Linked DNA regions of Mus musculus: region 2 is linked to region 1. The links are chromatin contacts, called in public HiChIP or PLAC-seq maps. All regions are on one chromosome and are shown on one strand. Each heading gives the region's core, a stretch centred on a gene start, on an enhancer-like site or on the middle of the called end of the contact. The rest is flanking DNA. Distances are from core to core; before and after follow the strand shown. Region 1 has its middle 29 kb from the start of Tns3. Region 2 overlaps Tns3 (tensin 3).

Region 1 (4,907 bases), core at 796-3,295:
TGCTACTTCTCTTTCAACATAGTCCCATCTACTATACAGAATTCACCTTTCCCCAGATGACAGCCACTTTCTAGAAGATACTGTGTGCTCTGTACAGGCAGGAAGAGACCAGGCTAGATCAGTATCACACCCTGGAGCCGTTGAACAGAGGGACCAGGTTCTTTCCTGTCCTTAGTGTTAGGCTGCCCAGCCCTTTCCTAACATCTTGTTAGGTGCCTTCTCCAACCTGAGAGCACCCATCAAGGCTCCCCAAGGCTGGGGCTTGAGTTTTCAGGCTACTAGAGTTTTCCCTCACTGTCACCGGTGCAGAGTATCTGAGGAGAAATAGGGCTAGTCACCCCTTTGCCTGGAAAGCTAGGGCAAGTCTTCACTCCATTCTTCCTCATGCTTCACACCCAAGACATTTTTTCTTTTCTATTTTCTTTTTTTAAAGGTGATGTCAAGCAGAGACAGTTGTCCTAGTCCCTGGCAGCTGCTGCACGGAACAACGCATCCTCCTCCACCCTGGCATTAGTTATGGCTGTCAGTTAGGGGAGAAGGAAACACTGGCTGATGTCTGATTGCCTCCAGGCCCTGGAGTCTGTGTGCTAGAAGATTCTGGCTCCATGCAGGCTTAGCCAACTTAGAAATGTCTGCTTGAAAATGAACTCTTTTATGTTCACAATTTCACAAATAGAAAGCGCCTGATTTGGGGATCGGGACACTGTGGTCATGAGTTCTCCATGTGGTAGCCATTGAGCCTCGAGACTGCCTGCCCAGTATCATCCCTCATCTTAGCTGTGCCAAATGCCAAAGAGCTTTTGAAATGTCACAGTGGAAATTAGAAACAAAGACGAGGCAGACACCTAAGCCCAGTGAAGCATGTTTACTTTCATGACCTTATAAGCAGGACTCTTTGCAAACCTTCCTCTGTTTTTTTATTTTATTTTATTACATGCATTTATTTTGTGCGTATGTGTTTATGGGTGTGCACATGTACCACTGTGTGTGTTAGAGGTCCCGGGACAATCTGTGGATGTTGGCTCTCTCCATCATGTGAGTTCTGGGGACTAAACTGTGGTTCTCAGGCTTGGCAGAAAGCCGAGTCATCTTGCCAGCTCATAGCCAAAGATCTTTATGTTTATCAGAAGAATAGACTGGGCACCTTAATGTATGGCAAGATGTTTGCCTTACATAAAACCGAGACGTCCGAGCTGGTGGGAAAGGAAGACAGGTGAGTGAGCTGATAGAGCCAGAGCTGTCAGTCACAGGGTCAGGACTGGCTCTGGAGTCTCTGTTCATGCAGCTGGGAAGTATGTGGTCACAAGTACCCAGAAGGACAGCCAGAAAAATGAGTGACACGGTATATAAGGCAGAACGTGGAATCTGGCACAGTACCAACACTACTTTCTCTTGACACGTGCATCTGTTTGTTGAGTGTGAACTTGTGTCTATGTGTGTGCACAGTGTGCATTTAAACAAGCCTGTGAGTGCGGGCTTTTGCAAATGGAGGTGGGCACGCTGTAGAGTGTGCATTCTTGCGAGCGAGGGTGCGTGAATGGCAGTGTGTGTGTGCTTCTGCTCCTTTTGAGTCCTGCCCAAAAGACTGGCTCGGGCCTGATTTGTTTTGCCATTTGCCATCCTTTCTCTCCTCCCCCATCTCCAGACAGAAGCTCACTCTTAGTATAGCTCAAGAATCAGCCCCACCCCTGCATGTAACCTGATCCCCCCGTGGAATGCACAACAGAGCTTCAAAACCCTGGAACAGGGCTAATCCTCTTTATTTGGCAGCATCTCTGAAAAAAAAAATAAAATAAAGTAAACCAGTGGGGGCGAGGCAGGAAAGTTGGAGGTCCCGCTTCTGCTGTCTGTCCACACAAAGCCCGCTGGGCCTTGGGCTGCTTGCAAAGGAAAGACATTGTCTTGTGGATTACAAGACATAAAGTGGAAGGCTCTTCTGTAATTATGCCTGAAGAGTTTAGTCGCCAGTGTTTGAAGCCAGGAAGCAGTCCTGTTGCTGATCAACTATATGTTTACTGAGCCTGTACTGTGAGTCAGGCCCCTGCTGGGCGGGATCCAGGGGTGCAGAAGGGAAAACGCTGCTGTGATAGACCAGAGCCTTCCCTGCTGCAGACATCAGCCCCCAAGGCAAAGGCTGCCAAGAGAGCTGCCCCAGCCCAGTGCTAGTATAAAGCATGGTTAGGTTTAAAGAAAGGCCATAAAGGTCATGACCATCCTGCCTTTAGAAATGCATTCGCATGGACTTACATAGGAACTCACTCCTGGGCAGATGACACGGATTTATTTATCTTATAACCCTGGACCTTTGTAGAGCCCTGGATACAAGGTCAGTCACCCTGGTCCTAACGCTCGCCCAGGTCTGTATTACTGAGGGAGAGGCTTTATCGTGAGCCCTGCTGGGATCCCAGTCCCGCCTTTGAGTATTTGCTTGCTTTATTTATTTGTTTAAGACACAGAGCCTTTCTGTGTGACCCAGGCTAGCCTTGAACTTGCTATGCTGGCCTAGCACTTCTGGCCCTCCTGCTTCTCAGGATCTCACTGTGTACCACTTGCCCGACTTGTTGTCATTCATTTGTCCTCCTTCCTTTTGATTTTCCTCCTTATGTATGCATGTTTTTCTTTATTAAAACGGTGGTACTGAAGGTAATACTCAGCAAAGGTGTTACACATCTCACAAAATACCTGGTTAACAGCATATGTGTGCATTTCAGCATTGCGGGACAGGCTTTTCCTAGGGAGACACTACACAAGGATCTATTCCCCCCAGATAGGGAGACCACAACAGGCCAAAGAAGAGATATCACCAAAGTCCAACTCGATGAGCCCATGGGTTTTATTAGGGTTACTTACAGGAGTCTGGGTAGAGAAGAGTAGGCTGGTTCCAGGAACTGGGCAATTCTAGGCAAGTCCAGCTTCAGAAGCTGCCCTGCCACCTGGCCTGAATCAAGGACAATGGGTTACCAGCAGTTTCCAGATCTTCCCAGAAAGTTCCACCACACCCAGGTAACGGAATGTCTGTAGAAATGGACCCAACATATTACCATAGAGGTCACCTACCCTAGAATCCCCTAATGTGCTTTAAATCAGGCCTGCGAGCTCACTTGGCTGTTTCTCTATCTTGGTAATGGGAGACCCCGGCACGCTGGACTAATGCAGAATAAAACACTCTTTGAGTTTACATCCTATTTGAGTCGGGGTGTCATTCTTCATGGTATCACAGACCCTTACAGGATGAGAAGATACAAACAGGAGCAGAAATGACTCAAAGCTCACCCTAGTATGGGTGACAGCTCACCAAAGCTGGAACCATGGAGAACACTGCCTGTAGGCAGCTCAAGAAGTTGGAGCTGTCCCTTCCATGTGACTCAGTACATCTAGACTTCTTGCAGGCAGCTTAGCTGGTTCCTTTAAGGCAGCTGATCTGGTCTCAGAGTCTTCTTTCAGCTTTGCCCATTTGGGAGTCTTCTTTGCATCCTTGGACTCTCTGGATTTATTTCTTACTCTGGCAGGGATGGGGATTGGGGGAGGGCTGGTGAATCTGATCAGTTTCAGGGACTTCCTGAGGCTATTTTCAGTTGTTTACTTTCTTGATTAAGGAGCTTTCCTGTGGGGTGAATGTTTCAACATCATACCCGTGGAAAAAACTATCACTGTTTCTCAAAGACTGGAACAAAAGAGAAGAATGCCCAATTTGGGGCTGAGCTTGTGGCTCAGTGGTAGCACACTGACCTAGTATGAACAAAACTCTGGGTTAGATTCTCAACACATCATCAAATAGGAAATGGTGGTGTATTCTTGTAATCCCAGGTGGAGGCACAAGGTTAAGAAGTTGAAGGTCTCTGTCATCTTTAGCCTAAGGAAACTTTGCTCTCCACTTTCAAAAAAAGTCCAATGTCTATGTATCATGTGTCAGCCAAGCAACAAGGTAAGAGAAAGAAATGCTGATCATCTGGCTATGGGAAGAGGGGGTCAGCTTATTGTGCTGATGACATGATTGTAGATAGAACGGCGACACTTCCTTCATAAACTGTTAGAATGTACAAATTCATTCAGTAAACTTGTAGAGTAGAAAATCAATGCACCAATTATGAAATTCCCGAAAAAGAAATCAAGAAAGCAATCCCATTCACAGCAACAAAATACTTTGAAGAAATCTGAGCAGAGAATTGAATGCTTTATATGATAGAGGTCACAAAACAGTGATAGAATTACCCACAGATGGGAAAGATGGACAGACAACCTGCACTTGTGAACTGGGAGGGCTGGTATCGCCAGCATTTTCATAAAGAGATCTATTGGACTCAATGAAATTCTATGAAGATCCAGGGACACTGGTTTTGAGTGTGTGCCCTGTGTGCACACATTGTGTGGAAGTCAGAGGACAACTTTGAGTACATCTCCTGAGGCACCATTCCCCTGTTTTGGGGTCTCCTCCTGGCCTGGGACTTCTTGCCTAGAAGTTAGACTGGCTGGTTAGTGAGCCAAGAGATCTACCTTCTGAGCCTTCCCAGAACTGGAATCATAAGTACATTACAAGCTGCTACACCTTTTGATCTTTTTATTGAAAGAAGAATCGTTTTCGTGTAACGTATTATTTTTATCATGTTTCCCTCCTCTTCTAATTTTTCCCAGATCTTCCCCACCTCCCTACCTATCCCTAACTTCAGGTTCCTTTCCTCTCTTTAAAAACAAACAGCAAACAAAAACAAAACAACAAAACCCAAGAAACATTCACACACACACACACACACACACACACACACACACACACGCACGCACGCACGCACGCAAAACATAAATGAAATTGACAAAAGATAAATCTTTAGAGTTTGTAGAAAGGAAAGTACTGAGGAAAAGTGTAAGAGAGAGAGTTTCCTTCACCTTTGTGTACTCCTGGTGGATCACGC
Region 2 (4,556 bases), core at 1,951-4,450, 250 kb before region 1:
AAATACTGTGTTGAAATGGATAAGAAACATGGACAATGATTGAGTGTAACATTTACTGGAAGAATGCTAGTTAAGGAATTGAGAACTATAAAAAAATTGCTTATGATGAGAGATATTAAACCCAAGAGATGACGGCAGAGGCACATTGGTTATGGCACCAGTCGTGTGGGACTAAGAAACAGAGCTTTGTTGCTAACACAGATGCAGATGGTGGTATAGGCAAAATGCCCATTGGCTCTGACCAACAGCCAGCTCCATCCATGGAGTGGAATGAGACCACTGGGCCCCACAAGTAAAATCCACATGGAGACAGGCATGTCACCATGGTCCTATTTCTTCATGGCTTGCTTTCTCTCTCTCTCTCTCTCTCTCTCTCTCTCTCTCTCTCTCTCTCTCTCTCCCTCCCCCCTTTCTTTCTTTCTTTCTTTCTTTCTTTCTTTCTTTCTTTCTTTCTTTCTTTCTTTCTTTCTTTCTTTCTTTCTTTCTGTCTCTCTCTCTCTCTTCCCCCTTCCTTTCTTCCTTCCTTCCTTCCTTCCTTCCTTTCTTTCTTTCTTTTCTTTCTTTCTTTCTTTCTTTCTTTCTTTCTTTCTTTCTTTCTTTCTTTCTTTCTTTCTCGTTGATACATAGTTGTGGTTTAAAAATCAATCATTATTACAGGTTTTTAAATTTTTTCAAGTACATTTTTAAGAGGTAGAACCAAACAATCGAATCAGCCCAGGGCCACACTGATGGTTTAACAGGGGGTGTCAACCTAGGAAGACACCAGGGAATGAATATCTAAAACAAAGTTGGGGGCTCTGAGTTTCTCTCTTTTGTGGAACTCACTGTCTCCCAGGGACAGTCTGCTCAGGCTCACAAGAGATCAGAAGAGAAACTGAAGGGTGGGCCATGCAGGGAAAGGCTGTGGTCTCCGCTCAGGAAAACTGTTCCCAAGGCCTTTCTCAGAGTCTCTTCGTTTGTTCTCTACCTCTCTTGAGAGGGAGACCACTGTGCATATTGAACAACATAAACCCGAGGTCTGTCTAGCTACACATACATCAGATGTGGATGGATGTATGGCTGCCAGGCTGGAAGACAAGAATATCACAGGGACATACTTCTAGCCTGGGGCAAGTCCCTGTGACCTCTGTTGTGGCTATGGCAAACTCATCTTTTTGGAACCTAGAACATCCACACGATAAATGAGGGTGTCTTCTTTCATTTTATAATGGTCACATTGATGTGCTTAGATTTACGGAGCAGACCTACATTAGAACAATAGAAACTATCCAGAGGAATTAAGAATATTTCTTTACCATGACATTCTATCTGGAGAGTACGTCACAAGGGAGGTAACAGTAAGATGGCACACAGTATCCATCAGTTAGAATGAGAACATCCTTCAGGGTGACACCACCTGAGGTATGTAAGTAAGGATGTGGAGCAAGGGGATGCTTCTCCATTGCTGGTGGGAATACAAAATGGTACAGCCACTTTGCAAAAAAGTTCTGTGGTTTCATTCAAAGCTAACTAGTCGTGCCACCTGACCTAACTATCAGGCTCCTTCGTATTTAATCAAAGGAGTTGGAAACATGTATTAACTGAAAACTTGCGTTTGGATATTTTTAGAAGCTTTATACATACTTGCCAAAACTTAGAAGCAACCCAGATATTCTTCAGTGGCTGTGTGCATAAATAAGCTTTGCTTCACCAAGGGCTGGGGAGATATTTCGGTTGGCAAAAGGTTTGTAGTGAAAGCTATGACCCTGAGGATTAGAGTTCAGGTCCCCAGCAAGTGGAATGCAGTGATGTACTGCTACCATCGCAGGACTGGGAAGGCAGAGCAAGTGGATCCTCAGAGCTCACTGGCCAGCCAGCCTAGCCACATCAATGAGCTACAGGTACGGTGAATGACGGCTATAAAAAATAATGTGTAGGGAAATTTGAGGAAATATACAACATGGACTTCTGCCTCTGAACACATGTGCACACACATGTTCAGGGACCCATATGTATATGCATACAGATCTGTACAAACACACATATAATCTCCTGCACTATACACAAGGAAGGAAGCGACCGATCTCTGGAAAGCCATAGAAGAAGCTGAATGGCTATACCGAGAGAAAGAAACCAACCTGAAATGCTACATAGCTTGTGTTTACAGCATAAAGCATTCTGGGAAAACTGACAGTATGGCGACCATAAAAAGATCAGTGACAGTGAGTATCTTGACTATGAGGGAGGAGTGAGTAAGGAGATCAGAGGTAAGTTTTAAGATGAAGAAAATACTTCATGTGACATTATACTCATGAATGAATGCCAATATTTCTCAAGCCCATTGCCACCGAGAGAGAACACTGTATTTCTGGGCGGAGCCTTGTAAAATTTAGCACTAGAGGCAACCAGTGGCTGCTGACAGAGAGAGACTCAGTTTTCTTCATGGGTGAGTGCCCTGATAAGTTATTAAACCCCACATGGTCAGCCCTAAACACACGTACATATGAGCTAAACACTAAATGGACTCAGTAGACTCGTGTGTATGCGCATGTATAATACAGAATTCGGGCTGTGAATATGACAGGGAGTGGGGAGTGGGGGTGGGGGGGGAGTGGGGGAGAGATGATGTAAATGTTCAAGCCATTATAATTTTTAAATAAAAAGAGTGAGCTCTACATACACTACAGACTTCACTTAATAATGCAAAGATACTAGACAACTCATCAGCTGTAACACTATGGTGTGGGATACTGTGAATGGAGAGCCAGCATTGACATGGAATCTCTCTGCCTTCTATACTTTCCCATAGTGGATTTAGGAAGTACAATCTATTTACAAAGATTTCACCCAAGTGGCCTGGTCTCCCAGTGTGGTGTGTCTCAGCACAGATGGCAGAGTGGGTCCAGCAGTTGACTCAGGCTGAGGGACTGTTGAGTCACAGCTCCAGAACAGTTCTACATTTTCAGCTGGCGAGGCAGGTCACCACATCCTGCCTTCCCGCACCCCTCCCCCCACACTAAATATGGGCCTTAACATTTATTTATTCCACTGAATCTGGTCTTGTTTGAGTCCGAGCCTCTGATGCCCTGGCCATGCCTCCTCACAGCTGCACCCCACCCAGCTGTGCCAAGCAGCTATAAAAGGAAACTTCCTTCACAGTCCCCAGAAAAGCAGGAAATGACTGTCCAAAGGGAAGTTCTATCATGGAGTTCGGTTCCGCCCAGTGACTCGGAGATGCAGAGATACAAAACCAAAGCTGCGGCCACTGACCTGCTCCCTGCTTCAGCAGCTCGGCTGCAGAGTTGGCTGCTGTCTGGGGAGAGTTTTCTGCTATTTCCTCCAGTGGATCTGCAGGAAGGAGTGAGACGAGACATGAGCTCCTGACACAGTAGTCCACATGGCAAAGAAAATCTGATGACAGAATTCCCAGACGGTGACAGAGCTTTCTCTTGCGAGGCAATCATGCAGCCCACAGAGACTGTAACCCATTCTGAACACAGATGGAGGTGGTATGCCCCTAAAACATGTTCCAAGTCTCTGAATTCATTTACATAAGTGATCAAAATTTAAAAGATAAATAAAATAACATTTACCTACAGGAAAGCTGGGACACACAGTAAGGCCCCTATACACCCTGGATATTAATTTTTAAAAAAATTATTGTGGGTATTTTCTAACAAATATAAAAGTAGAGAGACTTGTTCATTCATGACCTAAATTTAACCATAGCAACATCATTCTCATTTTGTAGGACTGTGAATCTATAATGCAAGTGACCTTAAAATTAGTCTGAGAAAATATATTTTTTCATACACACACATGTTTGTATATAAAATAACTACTTATGTATGTACACGTTTTACATGTCTGGTGCCCAAGGAGACTAGATCTTCTACAACTACAGTTTTACATGGTCGTAAGCTGCCTAATGTAAGTGCTGGGAATTGAACTCAGGACCTCTGGGAAAGCAGTCAGTGCTTTTAACCACTGAACCATCTCTCCAGACCCCAAGTGTTTTACATCTTTAAGCTGAGCAGTCTTTGTTTTCTGGACACCTTCCATACAGGCCACGATGGGCAATGTCTGAAAGCTATTATCAGCAGCAGGGCATTCTTCTTTCTCAATTCAGGTGGCCACTAGTTTTCTTTGGGGTTTAAGAGTATATGTCATAAAAAAAGAACCTTAGTTTATTTTGTAAGGTGGGTCCTGGGTACAGCATGCTATCAGCGGTACAGAAGATCGTACACGCAGCCAGATAGCACTGAGAACTCCTCCACATACCTCTCTCCGGAATGAGCAGCTTGCAGGGTAAAGCCAAGGGCGTAATGGAATGCTGGCACACCAAAGCCGTCAGGCTCCCTATAAAGTGGATAAGAGTAAATGAATGTCACCAATCTCTTCACTTGCTCTGTGCTTAACCAAAGAATCAGTTGAGACCAAAATTCCAAAAACGCATGCCTTTATACCACTGTGGGATGTGACTCAAAGCTCCAAGAATGACAAGGCCCAAGCCAATGAAGAGGGTGATGGAGGGACCTGTAGTGTATGCCAAGCATATGGCCTTTATAAGTGCGAAG

The links. HiChIP or PLAC-seq counts read pairs in DNA pulled down with a chosen protein or histone mark.
Region 2: a contact with region 1 is called in a FOXA1 HiChIP or PLAC-seq map of pancreatic cancer cells. The contact joins two enhancer-like sites. A contact is called at or near these places in 2 of 484 Hi-C or Micro-C datasets (myocytes and olfactory sensory neurons) and 2 of 115 datasets of contacts at active chromatin or transcription factors (microglia and pancreatic cancer cells).

The regions. Positions count from the first base shown.
Region 1 is chr11:8,691,321-8,696,227 of GRCm38.p6, forward strand. No RefSeq gene overlaps it. Among named protein-coding and RNA genes, the nearest start is that of Tns3, 29 kb to the left of the region's middle. Within about 2 kb of position 2,046, at least 137 of the 459 cell types and tissues checked have an H3K27ac peak or open chromatin away from gene starts, as enhancers often do. A contact at or near this core is called in myocytes and pancreatic cancer cells, where this site is marked.
Region 2 is chr11:8,440,686-8,445,241 of GRCm38.p6, forward strand. It overlaps Tns3 (tensin 3), which reads right to left. Exons shown (of 31, transcript NM_001083587.1): 26 at 4,261-4,338; 27 at 3,250-3,327. Among named protein-coding and RNA genes, the nearest start is that of Tns3, 220 kb to the right of the region's middle. Within about 2 kb of position 3,201, at least 94 of the 459 cell types and tissues checked have an H3K27ac peak or open chromatin away from gene starts, as enhancers often do. A contact at or near this core is called in myocytes and pancreatic cancer cells, where this site is marked.